Regions from separate parts of the Zea mays genome. Here region 2 is linked to region 1. A link is a contact called in public Hi-C data. All regions are on one chromosome and are shown on one strand. The core of a region is the stretch at or near the end of the contact, and the rest is flanking DNA. Distances in the headings are between cores, read along the strand shown.

Region 1 (4,392 bases), core at 474-2,973:
CTTCACTAATCACTAGGTATGTACCCGTGCGTTGCGACGGAAGTAAAAAATTTGTATGAAACATAAATTTGGAACAACAAACATCACTATAATATGCACTAGGTAGATGATGTCTAGTGTGTTGTTCCTCCGTGTTCCATTTTCTATGTCACCAAGCATTGTAATTTTTCGCTTCCTGTCTAGCAGAAGTAGACAAATTTGTAATTAATTGAAAGGTAAACCCATAACACTGCAATCTTATAACTTGAGTATTTACAACAGCGATCAACAACTTAAACCTACAATTTAGTTGTCTGTAAGCAAGAATGCGGCTCTTATAGCTAACTATGCAGTTCTCCACCATGGGCACCGCGACAACCTTGAACATGCCATCCTAATGGTTATCCTTGTTCAAAATTCAGATACTAAACTGCTCACATAAACTTCTTGATTGAATTTTGAGTCCGTCAAATAATCTCCCAATTAAGTCCATCATCATGAACAACACGAAAACGGAGAAGTTGCACATTTTTGCACAGTCAACACAAAAAAAGTCAGCAGAAGGAAAGAAGGGCGAATGCTAAATTGAGAAGCGAGAGTAACATGAGACATGCGTGACATGTTCGTCCGTGTCAAGGTCGAAAGTGAATCGGGCTCAGGTGTCCAATCTAGGTAAGGCTCTGATTCTATTCATATCTAACGCACCGCGTCTTCCCCTGCAGCGACACCTTAGTGCTGCTAAGCGACCGGATATGGACCACAACCTACAAATCGGAGCAGTTAAGCGACCATAAGCATTCATGTGCTCGATGAAATGCTAATGGGCACAGTCCCACGCGAGGAGAGCTCTAAGCAGCTCGGACTGTAGTCTAGACGGCCGCTCGAGTGTTGGCTCGACCTCCACGACGACGAGCACACCCACGAGACGCTCATCACTTCGTGCTCGATCAGGGGGAGGGGGGCTCACCTTGACCTAGGCTGGATCTGTTACCGCCGCGCGCGTCGCCTCCGGACAGCCGCTCGAGTGCTGGCTCGACCTCCACGACGACGAGCACGCCCACGAGACGCTCAACACTTCGTGTCAGATCAGGGAGAGGGAGGCTCACCTTGACCCGGAACGAAGCAGCAGCCCGCTCTCCTGTGTTGTGCGACGCTGTCCACGCGAGGGAGTCGGGCAGTGACGGAGGAGAAGGGACACGTTGCACGGGGAACCGTGCGACCGACAACCTAAATGTTCTCGTAGCGGCAGGGGTGGGCAGAGGGGCGTCACCATGGCTGCTGGATCGGGCGGCGACAACCCTAGATGGAGAGGTGTTTGTTGGGACGCAAGCGCGAGGAAGTGCAGGGGGGACGCTGCCATTAAGGGCCACTTGTCATGGTCGGGGTGGGCATAACGAGGTGCGAGGAAGAGTCGCTTCGTCGATGGAAGGTGAGCGCCGGGATTGAAAAGGGATTGCGGGGGCATTGGAGTTGATTGCGGGGGCGGCCGCGGACGTGGGAATGAGACCGTTAATGGCGGCGATGAAAGTGCGACCACCATCCAGGATTGGAGCGGAGCGGAGGATGTCGGGGGTGGGAGGCAGAACCATGCACTATACCGGTGTGGACACCTACGCTCTGTTCTTAAGAAATAGTAGAGATATGAGGATAGAAGGGGATGATGCTGCGTCAGATGGCGGTGTGGGGGCGCGACATGTGGATGCTGCGTGAGCGCGACATGCGGGGAGGGTGAGCCCCACAAGGCAAGACTGACGATGCATGCAGGACCAGGGAGGGTGGGGGCGACATTGGGCATGCCCGGAGACAACTTTCGTAGGGAGGCGGCGACACGAGGATGGTTAGTAGAGATTATTTTTATAGTTATATGCCGCCTGCGCTGCTGCGCCGCCGGCTGCCCCCTCACCTCGCGTGCTCGATTCCCATCTCCCCCCTCCCTGCGCATAGCCGCACACCACCAACACCATTCACCAGACGCCGCCGCCGCCGCCGCCGCCGCCGCCCCTCATCCCTCTCCCTTCCCGCGCGCGGCCGCCGCATCCGTCCGGGCCTCCTCGTCTCCCCAGCCCCGCTGCCGCCGGTGAGCTACGCCTCCTCCTCGCTTTCTCCTCCCTTTCCTTCCTTCCTGTGCTGTTTGGCGCCTCCTCCTCTCTGTATCGCTGGATTCGGCGCTGAAAATTCGATGGAGGGAAAGCCTTGGCTCTCGGGATGCCCGCGGATGCTACTTGTGCGTGCATGCGTTGCAACTCTGGCACCGATTCCGTTCCTTCCTTGCGGCGGCGGCGGAAAAACAGAAGCTTCTCCATCCTTCCCTTCGTTCGTGCTCTTCTTCTTGTTATTCCGTTTATCGGTCTGGCGCAGAAAGAAACAAGAGATGAGATCTAGTCTGCTACCGGAGTCCCCGTACGTACCCAGTGCTTCGCGGCTTCGGCAGGGGTGCTGCTGGCTGCAGACGCTGATCTGTATCCACCGGCCACCGCCATTCGTGTTTCTCCATGTAAACGGTGGAGGATTTTGTGTCTGTTGGCTGCTGCTTCCAATGCGCTCCACGAGAGACGAGACCCTCTCTGCCAGTTCCCTTGTGTTTCAAAACAGAGCTCGAGTTCAAATTGCTTATTTAGTTTCTTTTTTCTCTTCTTACTTATTGACAACGTGTTCACAGGGTTCATCAGCAGAAGCTGCTTGCTCCGCCGCCGCCGCCCTCTTCCTCCTCTACTGGTACGCTCGCTCACTTGCATCAGGTTCTTCTCTTCCCACGCTTCTATTCAGAGCATAACAGTTGCTAATCCCCTTGTTGCGCTAGCTTAATCTTAGATTTTGCTTCGGGGTTCGGCTAAATTTCGTCGGATGGATATCGATGCCAGCGCCAGCGTCATGTGCCAGCTGCTGAGCCCCGAGGGAGACCCTCTAGGCTCTGCGCTCATGAGGAAGACAGAAGAAGCAAAGCGAAGCAAGGCGACCTCCTCCTCCCCTGCTGCACAGAGTGGGCCGGGGCCACGGTTGCAGGCACGAGAAGGAAGCAGTGTCCGTCAGTAGCAGCGGTGGAGGTGCTCCGCGGTCCTAGTTCAGTAGTTCTCCCCCTCCGGCGGTGGCAGCGGTCGGATGTGCGTCGCGGCGGCGGAAAGCAGCCCCCCCCCTGGAGCTCGGAGCCGTCCTTCTGAAGCTCGGCGGCGGCGAGATCTGAGTTCGGTCGCGCGGAGAGGAGGTTTCGCTGTGCCGGCGTGGTGCTCCCGGAGCCGCGCGCGGAGGCGGCGCCTTTGCGCATTGCCGTTCCGTCCGTCCCGTCCCTGCAAGCTCTAAGACTTCCGAAGAATTGAAACTGGGGTTCTTGGGGGCGCGACATGTGGTTGCGTTCTGACGCTGCGTGAGCGCGACATGCGGGGAGGGCGAGCCCCACAAGGCAAGGCTGCGATGCATGCAGGGAGGGCGGGGCGGCACTGGGCATGCGCGGAGGCAGCTTTCGTAGGGGAGGCGGGGGCACGAGGATGGTCTACACTATTGTCTTAATAGTTAGTAGAGATAGAGAATGATATTTAATGTGAAATTAATTGTTTTTAATTTTAATTACCAAATAACAATGTGTCACTGTACTAAAAACATTATATGATTTTTTAAACTTTAGAAACTGATATATAAATGTCAAATAGTCCACTTAAAGTATAAAGGGGAGCCGAATAGGGGAATTGATTGGAGAGGAGGTGAAACAAGGGGAGAAATAAAAGAGGGGAAGTTATTTAAAAATGCATACAAAGTACAAATAGAGGAAGATAAGAGGGGGAATGGTTAGAGCGAGCCTAATGGTTAAATTCTAAATTTCTCCCTTCTAAACCCATGAACCCCTTTTGCAGGTTGCAGCCTATTCCACCACCGACGCTGAAGGCCATACGCCCCCAATCGAATCGATCACATCTATGCCGTCGATCACCAGAGGTGGGCGTGGGGGGCTCTTCTCCACGCACCGGGGCGCGCTCTTGTGGCTCCGCCGTTGCCAAAGCCCACTCTTGTCGACACTAGCCGGCGGCGGAGGCCGGAGCGACGCGCCACATCTGCCCGTACTCATCGTCGGAGCTGGCCCTGTTGGGCTCGTCCTCTCATTCCTCCTCACCAAATTCGGTACGGACCTCGTGCCCCCCTTGCTCATCGATGTTCCAATTCGCGCTTCTGAGTTAGGCAGTAGCGTTGAGCGGAGCAAAGTTCATTGAGGGAATCAGACAAATGTGCTAAAACATTAGGACCTGGATCAGATACAGTAGCAACTGCTACTGGAATCTATGCAGTAGCTGTATCTGTTTCATTCAAAAGGCCATGAATGGCTAGGATCAAAGCCATATGTTTTTTTCTCTTTCCCTCCCCAAGTCTTACTGTTAGCAGCTGCTTCTTTTAGGAGAAATTACAAAGAACAGAGAAGACAATGCA
Region 2 (4,599 bases), core at 37-2,536, 230 kb before region 1:
AGGTTGCATGGCCTCCTTCAGTGACTTCTCGAGAGATATCAGCTCCGGTTGTCCAGCCTAGAAAATTGCAATGGGTGACGATAGGATAACACATTTGTGAAAAGAAATTCATTATTATCTAAATGAGGCATTACCGATATAACATTGTACATAATATGATGCTCGATATCAATTGGCTCCCCTGTCTCAAAGCAAGAGGGCCTGTGAAGTGGGAAACCCATTTTTAGGAATTCTTCGAGCTTGTGCCCATCCAAAGAGTATCTATACCCTCCATCACCATTGAAACCAATAAGAACAACATTAACCTCAAGAGGCACTTGAAATGGAACCTGAAGAAAATTCCTGGTGAGTTAAATAAACATGGAAAACATATAAAAACAAAGGCAACAACACACATGTTTCAGATAAAAAAGAAGGATGGCAGTTCACGATCGTTGTTTAGATTACAATAAGTTTGATGTCCTTTGTTGCTATATAAAGCACTAGCTTAACTGTAACAACCTCTCGATTACACCATAACACTCCAGGTGAGCACCGCAATCCTCATCCTCGATTCCAGATAAGATTTGTAAAATCATATCATGTAATTAAACTTGTACACTGACAAAAAATCTGAATACATTGGCGCAACACACTTCATAACAAAGCTGTCAATCTCGCAGATGATAGATGAAATCCAAAGGGCAGATCGCACATAGGGAGCAGAGTCATGAAGGACTATGCTCCGATTCAGCTCGAATCTAGTCGAATTGTGCTCCTATTCGCGGATCGCACTAGTACACGTGAGCCATGGATGCGCCGGCAGAGTGGTCTAGTGTGGAAGGCGAGGGAGCGGAAAAGAGATGGGAGTACCTCTGCTCGGGTGTGGAGCATGCGGCGGACGTCGGCGCGGACACTGTCCTCGACATCGTGGAAAGCGCCATGGTGCCAGTGCGGGTGCCCTGGGTCCCGGCGGAACGCCTCCCGCCGGGGGGCCGAGGACACGACCGCAGCGGCCGTGAGGACGAGGAAGAGAAGGAAGAAGGGAGGCCCCATCGAAGGCTGCCCGGAGAAACCCTAGGCAAGGAATTCTGGAAGCTTCGCCGACGCAGTATACTGGAGGCAGCAGTGCAAGGGCGCGGAAGGTGGAGGGGAGCAGGGCAGCGGGCGCGCGGCGGCACCACGGTCCACGGCGAGCGGGTTGTCTCGCCCTGACGCCCTCCTCAGCGTGCCCGTTGCTTTGAGATTGGTGATGTGTTGACTTAGGTGGTGTGGAGTTTAAGAAACTCAAAAACTATATTCCTCCTAGAGACAATTGCATTTTTAGGACTCTAAACATTATGCTTCACACAAATGCCATTTGAAAGATTTTCTTCACAAAAAGAGACTACAAACATTTTATAATTGATTACACTATCATTTAGTATATATTCTTCCTTTTCATAATATAATCTTATATATTTTTTCCTCTAACGAGACGCTTTTATCCCTCTAGTTATACGCACTAAATGATTTTGCAGCTCCCCACCCGAAATCTGGAATTTGGTCACCAGTCACCAAGATCACACTCGCCTACATGGGGAGCTAGGCAACATGGAAGCTAGGCAGCAGGATCACGCTCGTGCAACAGCGATGTTTGCAACTTGTTTTATTTTTTCCTTCCACCGGGAACGTGTGTTCTCTGGTCTCGTTAGTAATTTCTTTGCTATTTTATTTATTGAACATTTGTTGGTCAATGGATTCGAACAGCTCGACAGTGAACAGACGAACAACATAACACGTATAGTATCATCAGCAACGGAGGTAGCAGCCTCGACCAACAATTCCTTGCCAAGCGTGGCCTCGGCCAGACCGCACGGACGTCACAGCAAGGCCGAACCCGGCGGACGATGCGGGGATGGCGAACCCCGCGGCCTGCTCCTCCGTGGCGAAGTCCGGCGCGGTGGTAGCTAGTGGAGATCGTCGTTCGGTGGCAAGCTTTGCGCCATCGTTGTGCATGGCGAGAGATGAGCTAGAGATACGAGAGAAACACGATCGAAGCAGGAGATAGAGACGAACGAGAGAGAGACGCAGGGGCAATTTTGACTCTTCGATGCTAAATACATGGAAACACTTTTGTAAAATGAAGAATATACATTAAATGGTAGTATAATCAATTATAAAACGTTTATAGTCTCTTTTTTGCGAAGAAAATATTTTGGATGGCATTTATGCGAAGCGCAATGTTTAGAGTCCTAAATATATAATTGTCTCATTTCTCCTAATGTACACGAATAGAGATTTAAATTAAAAAATAGATCTCCGTATGCGATGATCGCCATCACCTAATGGTTTGGTTTGGTAATGATTCAAAGTTCGTTGATCGCCATCACCCTCAAGATATAGATGATTATAGATTTATTGTGTTGCAGTGGCAAAGAATTATATTGTAGAGAGCAATTGCTCCTTGCAGAGATAAGTAAGAGGTGCACCCTTACATAAATGCTCCTTACATAAATGCTCCAATGACAACAGTGGGGAGTGTCGAGCCTTTAATACACCAGAAAAATATTAAGATGTTTATAATCTTTACTATAATTTGAGAAGTTACTTTTGAGTGACTATATTTAATTATTTACGTTAATAGAATTATCATATTAATATATGATTTGAACCTATGGTGTAAAACTCTTGACTATAAGGAATAAAGTGGGCTTATTAATAGACTTTAATTACGTAAGAAATTATAGAGAAACTAAAATTACCCCTTCTGGACATCCTAATCATTTCATATTAAACTTGTGAAAGGGAAATAGGCTTACACATTTTCTTAATTGATTTTGGTGGTTGAATTGTCCAACACAAATAATTTGACTAACTAGTTTGCTCTAGATTATGAGTTCTACAGGTGCCAAAGGTTCACAACAAATCAATAAAAAGACCAAGAAAGGGTTCAAATAAAAAGAGCAAAAGACAACCGAAGTGTGCTCTGGTCTGACGCACCGGACAGTGTCCGGTGCACCAGGGAACCCGACTCCGAACTTGCCACCTTCGGGAATTCTGGGAGTCGCTCCGCTATAATTCACCGGACTGTCCGGTGCGCCAGCGGAGTAACGGCTACACAACACCAACGGTCATCTGCAACGAGCAATAAATGCGCTACAGTGCGCGCCTGCGCGCGCAGAAGTTAGGACAGGCGCAGAAGGTGCACCGGACAGTAAACAGTGACTGTCTGGTGCAACACCGGACTGTCCGGTGGTCCAGTTATCAGAAGCTCCAACGGTCGAACCCTAACGGCCTGGTGACGTGGCTGGCGCACCGGACAGTGTCCGGTGGCGCACTGTACTGTCCGGTGCGCCATTCGACAGATGCCTCCACCAACGACTATGTTGGTGGTTGGGGTTATAAATACCCCCAACCACCCACCATTCATAGCATCCAAGTTTCAGCCACTTACATTCAATACAAGAGCCCTAGACTTCATTCCAAGACACAAACAAGAGATCAAATCCTCTCCCAAGTCTAAAGTTCATTCCAATCAAATAGTGACTAGAGAGAGTGACATTTGTGTTCCTTTGAGTTCTTGTGCTTTGATTGCTTTTCTTCTTCCTTCTTTCTAGTTTCCAACTCAATTATAACAAGGCAAGAGACACCAATTGTGTGGTGATCCTTGTGGGGACTTTGTGTCCCGATTGATTGAGAAGAGAAGCTCACTCGGTCTAGGTGACCGTTTGAGAGAGGGAAAGGGTTGAAAGAGACCCGGTCTTTGTGACCACCTCAACGGGGAGTAGGTTTGCAAGAACCGAACCTCGGTAAAACAAACCACCGCGTCTCACTCTTTATTTGCTTGTGATTTGTTTTCACCCTCTCTTTTCGGACTCGATTTTAATTCTAACGCTAACCCCGGCTTGTAGTGTGTGCTTAAGTTTATAAATTTCAGATTCCGCCTATTCACCCCCCCTCTAGGCGACTTTCAATTGGTATCGGAGCCCGGTACTTCATTAGAGCCTAACCGCTCGAAGTGATGTCGGGAGCATCCGCCAAGAGGGAGATCGGGACCGGTGACAAGTCCGCAAGCTCGGGGAGAATGCACTCAAGGGAGTCCACTGACAAGCACAAGGAGGAATCCTCTTCCTCCATCAAGTCCCAACGGAAGGGTGACAAGAAGAAGATGATGAAGAAGGTGGTCTACTACGAGACCGACTCTTCGTCACCCTCCACCTCCGGTTCGGAATCGGCATCCGCCACTTCTAAGCGCCATGAGCGCAAGAAGTATAGTAAGATGCCCCTTCGTTACCCTCGTATTTCAAAACGCACTCCATTACTTTCCGTCCCATTAGGCAAACCACCTATATTAGAAGGTGAAGATTATTCTATGTGGAGTGATAAAGTGAGGCATCACCTAACCTCACTCCACAAAAGCATATGGGATATTGTTGAGTATGGAGCGCAGGTACCAAAGAAGGGGGACAAGGATTATGATTCGGAGGAAGTCGAACAAATCCAACACATCAACTCCCAAGCCACTACTATACTCCTCGCCTCTCTAAGTCGAGAGGAGTATAATAAGGTGCAAGGGTTGAAGAGTGCAAAGGAGATTTGGGACGTGCTCAAGACCGCGCACGAAGGAGATGAGGTGAC

What was found. Hi-C and Micro-C count contacts between places; a contact is called where the count stands out from the background.
Region 2: a Hi-C map of tassel shows a contact between it and region 1, with 2.9 times the contacts expected there. The contact joins the promoter of LOC103634577 here to the promoter of LOC100126935 in region 1. A contact is called at or near these places in 5 of 25 Hi-C or Micro-C datasets (ear, endosperm, leaf and 1 more).

The regions. Positions count from the first base shown.
Region 1 is chr1:49,958,367-49,962,758 of Zm-B73-REFERENCE-NAM-5.0, reverse strand. It overlaps LOC100126935 (FAD/NAD(P)-binding oxidoreductase family protein), which reads left to right and starts at 1,723. Exons shown (of 13, transcript XM_008656813.3): 1 at 1,723-1,816; 2 at 2,639-2,694; 3 at 3,825-4,089. The coding sequence starts at 1,738.
Region 2 is chr1:50,191,039-50,195,637 of Zm-B73-REFERENCE-NAM-5.0, reverse strand. LOC103634577 reads right to left here and starts at 1,286. Exons shown (of 16, transcript XM_008656825.3): 1 at 853-1,286; 2 at 135-329; 3 at 1-57. The coding sequence starts at 1,035.